3 separate regions of the Sus scrofa genome follow, and all the other regions are linked to region 3. A link is a contact called in public Hi-C data. All regions are on one chromosome and are shown on one strand. Each heading gives the region's core, a stretch centred on a gene start, on an enhancer-like site or on the middle of the called end of the contact. The rest is flanking DNA. Distances are from core to core; before and after follow the strand shown.

Region 1 (2,805 bases), core at 120-2,619, 71 kb after region 3:
CTGGATCCTTAACCCACTGAGCAAGGCCAGGGATCGAACCCACAACCTCATGGTTCCTAGTTGGATTCGTTAACCACTGAGCCACAACGGGAACTCCGTGAAATTCTTTTCTTAATAAGAAACTATTTGGATCTTGCTGAAATGGCCCACTAGGATTTCAGAACTGGTCACTTGGTCTTGCTATGGGAATATCAATATTGAGTCATCTCAGCCTTTCAGCTGTTCATCCAGAAACCTTCATCAGGTACCTACTATGTTGCAGGCTCTGTGTTAGACTCTAGAGACAGAGTGACGAACCAGCTGGAACCAGTCGCTGGAGACAGCAGGGACTGACATGCTGGACCTAAGCCATATCCCCAGAATCAGATACTCTTCCCGGGCCCCATTGCGTGTATGCACCACTGCAGCAGAGGGTTTAGCCCTGGAACAGATGGAGACCATTCTGAGCTGTTCTGAATATGTTTATATTTAAATATGTTTTCGATAATAAAATAAATGCTTCATCTGATGGATGAGCAGAACAAAGCCTATCTAAAGTGTTGTCCTGGGCACTGTGGCTTTCAGGCAGGGGCTCTCTGGGTCTGCTTCTTCTTCATTTCTTTTTTCCTAGCTGCTCGGGGCTGCACTTTCTTTGGTAAGACCTTGACTCTCTGCCCTGAGTTGGGAACTCTTTTCTTAGGGGCTGCTGGAGGGGTGCTTCTCTTGAGTTGGAAGTTAACCTGCAGGGGAAAAAAAAAAAAGAAGCAGCAGCTAGGAGAGCAGAAGAGCTAGTTTTCCATTTCCTAGAATTGAAAGTGGGGGAAGACCAGTTTGGACCAGTTTTACCATGGTTTCAGGTTCTGAGGACAAAGGACTGGGGAGACTATGACAGCAACTGCCCAGGACAGCACTGGCAGTGCCACGTAGGCTTGGCTAATAGTCCCCCCAATGTGGCGCATAATCATGGTGGATACATAGGGTGTATCTAGAGGAACTTAATAAACCTTTATCGCATATGCAATAGAAAAAAAATTATATCTACACCTCGAACCATGATTTTACTGATATTATTGCTCAGGGCATGACCTAAAATTGACGGTGTCATAATAATCCCCTTTGGGTTGACTGTGTGAATCAGGTGCTGTGCTCAGGCAGGCCAAAGAATGCCTCAGACCTTCAGAACTACACTTATAACTGTTTGGAAATGCAGAGAGTAGTGATGACACACACCGTTAGTATGGATTCTTAAAATCCGAATGTCCCTGTGCACTAATGCACTGTTTCTAGCGACATCCCGGAACACCCCTGCTGGCTGTGGCCTACAGAGGTAAAGATGCTTCTGACAGACAAATGTGGGATCTGCTGGCGCTGCAAGAGCACAGAACCGTCCCAGGAAGGGAAAGGCAAGGGCGTGGCCGTGTTCTAACCACACTCTCTGGAGGCATCCTTTGCTTTCAGGCCCTTGGAACTGTTTGAGCTGCAGAAGCCAGCTGGGAGTTGGAAAACATGTGACAGCCAGACCTCTTCATGGGGTTCTTTCTTGCCCCTTCCACAAAAAAAACACTACAGGCAGCTTTCCCACTAGTTCCCCCAAAGTGGGGGAAATCAAAGCCAATAGCACTGTATCGGTACTGTGTCCTATACAGGAATAGAAAGATCTAGGAAAGCAACAACAACAACAACAAAAGTGAGATAAAAGAGAAAGCGAGAGACAACAAAGTGAGGAGAGGACAGAGGAAATGAAAGGGGTGGGACATGGGGAGGCTGTGGGAAGCCAAGGGGAAAACACTGGACTCTCGGCGAAACTTTAAAGGGTTTTAATCATAGCATGAAAATCCCCTGATAAACAATCTTTTTTTCTTTTCTCTCCCCTCAACCAGACTGATCTCTGCTTCAGCATGGGAAGTGTCTCAACTGGGATCAACAAGTGGATGCTCAGTTGTGACTGTATCTGAGAATTGTATCCAAAAGACAGATTTTTCCCCCCTTCTGAGTTATATTTGATATAATGATGGGTTATATTAATTTCTTTCTTTTCTTTTTTTCTTTTTTTCTTTTTTTGTCTTTTTGCCTTTTCTAGGGCCACTTCCTGCGGCATATGGAGGTTCCCAGGCTAGGGGTCTAATTGGAGCTGTAGCCGCCGGCCTACACCAAAGCCACAGCAACGCAGGATCCGAGCCGTGTCTGTGACCTACACCACAGCTCACGGTAATGCCGGATCCTTAACCCACTGAGCGAGGCCAGGGGTCGAACCTGCAACCTCATGGTTCCTAGTCGGATTCGTTAACCACTGCACTACAACGGGGAACTCTGGGTTATATTAATTCCTTTAAAGGCTCTATGATCAAGGAGGTGAGGTCTTTTGAAACAGAATTTGTCGCTCCAGAGGATTTGCCTGTTGTTTAAATTTGCAACTGAACAGACTCACATGTAATGCCAGACTTCTGCAAGCAGCTCCCTAACAGTCATTTGATTTTAGGGTAGATGAGGAGCAGGGGGATAACAGAAAAAGTGGGGGGAAAGAGGATGCCATGGCTGGGAAAGTGGGACCAGGTAACAGACTGCCAGGGAAGGGCTACCATTTGCTTCCTGCATCTATCAGCAGAAGTCATTTATAAGCTGCAAGAGATGGGAGTGGGGGGATTGGGAGAGGAAAAGGGGAACTGTCTAGAAATTTCAGAGGAATTTTCAGAGGATTTAAAGAACACGTTGTCCTAAATCTTGGTTAAAATAAGGGGTTACGAACACATGTTGTGAGCTTAGCCTGAGGCCCTGTAACACACTGGCTAAGAAGACAGCCCTGGAAACCCCACAGAACCTGGAGCT
Region 2 (2,952 bases), core at 63-2,562, 87 kb before region 3:
GGTTTCTGAACCTGAGATGATCTTTAGTCTTCTGGTTTTTCTGTAGATCACACAAACCCTGAACTGGCTGGTGAGGATGACGTCAGAAATCGAGACCAACATTGTGGCTGTTGAGCGAATAAATGAATACATACATGTGGAAAATGAGGTAAGGAGGAGTCAGGAGAGCCCAGGGACAAGGGAAAAAGAAAAGTGACTGTGTCAAGAATCCATCTTCACCTGGAGTTCCCATTGCGGCTCAGCAGAAATGAAGCCCACGAGTATCCATGAGGATGCGGGTTTGATCCCTGGCCTCGATCAGTGGGTTAAGGTTCTGGCGTTGCCATGAGCTGTGATGTATGTTGCAGACGCGGCTCGGATCCTGCGTGGCTGTGGCTGTGGTGTAGGCTGGCAGCTGTAGCTCCAATTAAACTTCTAGCCTGGGAACTTCCATACGCTGTGGGTGCGGCCCTAAAAAAAAAAAGAGACGTCTTTACCTAATCTAGAGATTTCACATGGGGTCATAAAAGTTCTCTGAAAATTCCCCTTTGTGTAACTCAAACGACCTAATTTCTTAAAACCTAAAATAGGAAATGGTTAGGGGACACTCAGGTCTTGGGATGGAGCACGTTAAATGGTGGCTTCAGAATTCCCTGGTGGCTGGCTCAGTGGGTTAAGGATCCAGTGTTGTCGCTGCTGTGGGGGTTCAATCCCTAGCCCAGGAACTTCTACATGCCATAAGCATAGCCAAAAAATAGAAAATGGTGGCTTCATTCTGGACCTCCATAGAGCAACGCCGGATCCTTAACCCACTGCACCACAGCGAGAACACCAGGATAGGGATATCTTTAATTGAGTAAGGTAAGAACCTTCTGGAAGTACCATTTTAGTTCAGTCTATTCAACGCAGATGCCCACAGGTGGCTGGGACACTGCCACCCTGTTCTGAGCCAGAGTCCCACGGGAGAGTTGAGTGAGTTGTCACCATGCAAAGCATTTCTCCTGTTTCCTTGCCAGGCACCTTGGGTGACTGATAAGAGGCCTCCAGACGGTTGGCCCAGCAAAGGGGAGATCCAGTTTAGCAACTACCAAGTGCGGTACAGGCCTGAGCTGGATCTGGTGCTGAAAGGGATCACTTGTGACATTAAGAGCACAGAGAAGGTAGGTGGAACTGAAGAAAGGCCTGGGTGTGAGTCCTTGTGGACACAGAAGTGGAGAACTGTGGACTCTGGGCTTTCATTATTTGGTGAAGTGAGCTGTCGGGGCATTTCCTCTGCCCTGGGGAGGTGTAGGGACAGAGAGCCACCACCAGAGGGCAGGATATTGACATGGGATCAAACAGAAGCTCTGCCTGGGCTGTAAAGTCTTTCTCCCTTGCCCCTTCCCTGCCTCCCTGCCGGCATCCTTCTGTGGCTGGCAGGGTTCGTTTCCTGTAAGAGCCTCTCATAGAGGGGAAGTCAGGAAGGAAGGAAGTTGTGGGAACAGTGACAAGAGGTTGTCCCTGCAGAAAGAAAGGCCTAGTTCTCCTTCGTCTGCGAAGTCCTGCGCCCTCCTATGTGTTCTTGTTTTCTGAGGAATTAGGGTCTGATATAGGACCACAAAGGGTAAGGATGCTGAATAAGTGTCTGGTTCTCACTGATGGCAGGCCTGATCCTTCCCTTCTCCTCACTTCTAAACAAGGACTTTTAAGAATCTGTAATTTCCGGAGTTCCTGCCTTGGCTCAGTGGTTAACGAATCTGACTAGGAACCATAAGGTTGTGGGTTCGAACCCAGGCCTTGCTCAGTGAGTTAAGGATCCAGCATTGCCGTGAGCTGTGGTGTAGTGTAGGTCACAGACGCAGCTCAGATCTGGTGTTTCTGTGGCTGTGGCATAGGCCGGCGGCTACAGCTCCAATTAGACCCCTAGCCTGGGAACCTCCATATGCCACACCTAGAAAAGGCAAAAAGACCAAAAAAAAAAAAAAAAATCTATAATTTCCATCGACTATGATAAAAAATTTTTAAAAAAGAAAATGTGCAGGAAAATATTTTAAAAACTATGTTGCATAAATTCCAGCAAACAATAAAAAATATATAATTCAAATGAATATAACAACAGCTGCTGATATGTCCGTTTCCAGCAGTCCCCAGAGTTCTCAGCAAGCAGTGAATTAGGAAGCGGGATGGGAAAAGCCATCTTTTCCGGGCACTTTTCCCCACCCAAACCGAAACCAGTTTAACATCTTAGATAAATCACTGTCTTTTTCTACCTGCGATTATGAAAGGTGAACTAACCTGCAAAGGACTCATATTTACAGATCGGTGTAGTGGGCAGGACAGGAGCTGGGAAGTCATCCCTGACCAACAGCCTCTTCAGAATCCTAGAGGCTGCAGGAGGCCAGATCACCATCGATGGGGTGGATATTGCTTCCATTGGGCTCCACGACCTCCGAGAGAAGCTGACCATCATCCCCCAGGTGAGCTCTGCAACTTACACTGTCACTCCCAGCTTGTTGTGCAAGAAACATTTCTTTGTCTTTTTGTCTTTTTAGGGCCGCACTGATGGCACATTGGAGGTTCCCAGGCTAGGAGTCGAATCAGAGCTACAGCTGCTGGCCTGCGCCAGAGCCACAGCAACGCCAGATCTGAGCCACATTTGCAACCTATACCGCAGGTCATGGCAATGCCAGATCCTTAACCCACTGAGTGAGGCCAGGGATCGAACCCGCAACCTCGTGGTTCCTAGTCGGATTCATTTCCGCTGTACCACAATGGGAACGCCACAAGAAACCTTTCTTGATGGATGTTCATTTAGCAATGTCATTTCTGCTGTCTACCCAGTACATCTAAGCTAGCTCCCTAAGACGTACTGCTTCCAGAACTTACAAAAATGAATTTTGTATCTTGGGATGTTGTGCTTGTGCGACTGCCAGGATCTAACCAGCAGGTGGCAGCAACACAACAGCAGTCAAACAGAGCAGATGATTCTTTAGC
Region 3 (2,714 bases), core at 55-2,554:
TACGATCACGAGAGTTTCAAAGACACACAAATATACTATGACTGCGTCCTTTTTATTAATCAAGGTAATAAGCCAGTGCCTGGCTCATAGCATCTGCTCATGAAATATTTGCTGAGTAGAAAAATGAATGTACAACCCTGACTGTGTGTCACATTCAAGCACGAGAGCCTCTCCTAGAGGAAGAAAAGGACCATGCTATGCTCCAATGAGATTTCCTCAGAGCTTTAGGAGGTGCTCCTAACTAGAGTTTCTAAGAGCAACACATACTGGGAAATCTGAAACTCTGTGCACTACCTTTGAATGTTTCTACTGTTTCAGAAGTCAACCTATTTATCAGATTTGATAAATCTGGGCTGCTCCTGCGGCACATGGAGGTCCCCAGGCGAGGGGTCTAATCAGAGTTGTAGCCACCGGCCTATGCCAGAGGCACAGCAACACCAGATCCAAGCTGTGTCTGCAACCCACACCACAGCTCACGGCGACGCCGGATCCTTAACCCACTGAGCAAGGCCAGGGATCGAACCCGTAACCTCACGGTTCCTCATCGGATTCGTTAACCACTGAGCCACTACTGGAACTCCGAAGGTACTGATGTGGGCTTTAACTCATCAATTAGCAACTCATTTGGCCATAAATTCCTGGAGCGTAGACAGCAGCACATCTGTGCTGTTGTTGTTTTCTACATATCCTGCCCTTAACACCGTGCTCGGCACGTGGCAAAAACTCAACCAACATTTGCTGAGTGAATGCGTGACTGTCCTGAACACCATCCTGAAGCCCCCGAAGAGATTTCATTCCCCAACTGCACTCATATAAATGTTTCCTAGTATTCTGCCCTGACGTTACATAATAATTCCAAATTCAAAACTCCTAAGTCTCAGAACCAAGCTCTGACTTATCTGCAAATACTAATGTAGGACTTTCTATTTCCAATAATTGAAGTCTAGGTTGTTTGGACCAATCTTCTCACAGAAAGAAAGCTTTTTTAAGTTGGAGGAACTGTTTTTAAAATCTTAAAACTATCAACACAATAATACGATGGCAGAGTACAGGCCAAAACCAAAAGGGAAACTAGAATCCAGAGAGGTAAATAACCACAGAAACTACATTGCCCCGGGACATCTACCAGTCCCAGCAAACTCGGCTTTTGTTTCAGAGGCCCTCTGGGGAGAAGTCAAAAACCTCAAAGTCCATGGCAAGGTAAGGAGTCTAAAAGGAAACCTTTTCTAAAATACACTAAGATTACCAAGGACTCATGAGGGTGAATCATAACTAGACCAGCCCACCTGCAAAATTACAGCTGGGGTTCTAACACCGTCATGGTCCAAGGTACTTTAAGCCTTAAAATTAGTTTAAGGTGGAGCTAAACTGACTGTTGTTTCCATATAGGAATTCCTTCCCAGCATTTCTCAGGAAATATATATGTTTTTCTGAATCCTAAGAAAAAGCAGCCAAGAAATCTGGAAAACAGGAGAAAAATACTATAATTCTCCCGTGAGAATAAAGCTTGACAATAAACGTAGAGACATTACCGGTTTGAAAGAATGCATCAATGTCAAGTTGAAAGCAAGAGCAGAAAATACAGATACACAGAGTAAACATTAAGGTTGACTGGACAAGAGTACAGAAGAGAAGTGATCAGGATCTAATCAGCATTCTTGCAGTTGTTGCTACGTTACAAGTGTGTTTATAAAGCATGCGTTCATGGCCCGGTCTGCTACTAACAGTGAGTCACTCTTGCAAATAAAATAAATAATCAGCTTCCTTGCACAGTATATTTTATAAAAATCTTATAAGTGATGATCCAAGAAATAGCAAATTTTAGAAGCAAAATTAAGTCCATAAATTGGCAATTCTAACACGATTCTGTATAGTGTTAAATCATCTTGCTCCCATTATTTTAACATCACCCAAAAAGGTTTGCTCTGTGTCTTTTTGTTGTTGTTGTTTGCTTTTTAGGGCTGCACACTTGGCATATGGAGGTTGGCAGACTAGGGGTCTAATCAGAGCTGTAGCTGCTGGCCTATGCCACAGGAACACCAGATGCAAGCTGCGTCTGCGACCTACACTACAGCTCATGGGCAATGCTGGTCCTTAACCCACTAAGTGAGGCCAGGGATCAAACCCGCCACCTGCAGCATATGAAAGTTTCCAGACTAGGGGTCGAATCAGAACAGCAGCTGCTGGCCTACACTAGAGCCACAGCAACATTGGATCCAAGTCGTGCCTGTGACCTATACTGCAGCTCGCAGCAATGCTGGATCCTTTAACCTAATGAGCGAGGCCAGGGATCAAACCTGCATCCTTATGGATACTAGTCGGGTTCTTAACCCACTGAGCCACCATGGGAACTCCAAAAATATTTTTAAAAAAATAATGTATCTGGAGTTCCCATAGTGGAGCAGTGGTTAACGAATCCGACTAGGAACCATGAGGTTGCGGGTTCGGTCCCTGCCCTTGCTCAGTGGGTTAACGATCCGGCATTGCCATGAGCTGTGGTGTAGGTCGCAGATGTGGCTCGGATCCTGCGTTGCTGTGGCTCTGGCGTAGGCCAGAGACTACAGCTCCGATTCGACCCCTAGCCTGGGAACCTCCATATGCCGAGGGAGCGGCCCAAGAAATAGCAAAAAGACAAAAAAAAAAAAAAAAAAATGTATCTGGAGTTCCCATTGTGGCTCAGCAGTAACAAACTCAACTCGGATCCACGAGGACAC

What was found. Hi-C and Micro-C count contacts between places; a contact is called where the count stands out from the background.
Region 1: a Hi-C map of subcutaneous adipose tissue shows a contact between it and region 3, with 1.9 times the contacts expected there. The contact joins two enhancer-like sites. A contact is called at or near these places in 8 of 47 Hi-C or Micro-C datasets (embryonic fibroblasts, epiblast stem cells, fetal skeletal muscle and 4 more) and 1 of 2 datasets of contacts at active chromatin or transcription factors (skeletal muscle).
Region 2: a Hi-C map of retroperitoneal adipose tissue shows a contact between it and region 3, with 2.3 times the contacts expected there. The contact joins two enhancer-like sites. A contact is called at or near these places in 20 of 47 Hi-C or Micro-C datasets (brain, embryonic fibroblasts, fetal heart ventricle and 11 more) and 1 of 2 datasets of contacts at active chromatin or transcription factors (skeletal muscle).

The regions. Positions count from the first base shown.
Region 1 is chr14:111,182,347-111,185,151 of Sscrofa11.1, forward strand. It overlaps CPN1 (carboxypeptidase N catalytic chain), which reads right to left. Exons shown (of 9, transcript XM_003483537.3): 9 at 444-719. The coding sequence ends at 561. Among named protein-coding and RNA genes, the nearest start is that of CPN1, 30 kb to the right of the region's middle. Within about 2 kb of position 1,370, at least 3 of the 83 cell types and tissues checked have an H3K27ac peak or open chromatin away from gene starts, as enhancers often do. A contact at or near this core is called in subcutaneous adipose tissue, where this site is marked.
Region 2 is chr14:111,024,364-111,027,315 of Sscrofa11.1, forward strand. ABCC2 (canalicular multispecific organic anion transporter 1) reads left to right here. Exons shown (of 33, transcript XM_021073710.1): 28 at 47-148; 29 at 996-1,139; 30 at 2,277-2,435. Among named protein-coding and RNA genes, the nearest start is that of ABCC2, 70 kb to the left of the region's middle. Within about 2 kb of position 1,313, at least 10 of the 83 cell types and tissues checked have an H3K27ac peak or open chromatin away from gene starts, as enhancers often do. A contact at or near this core is called in omental adipose tissue and retroperitoneal adipose tissue, where this site is marked.
Region 3 is chr14:111,111,602-111,114,315 of Sscrofa11.1, forward strand. All of the region lies in intron 4 of LOC100152738 (dynamin-binding protein), which reads right to left. Among named protein-coding and RNA genes, the nearest start is that of CPN1, 100 kb to the right of the region's middle. Within about 2 kb of position 1,305, at least 25 of the 83 cell types and tissues checked have an H3K27ac peak or open chromatin away from gene starts, as enhancers often do. A contact at or near this core is called in omental adipose tissue, retroperitoneal adipose tissue and subcutaneous adipose tissue, where this site is marked.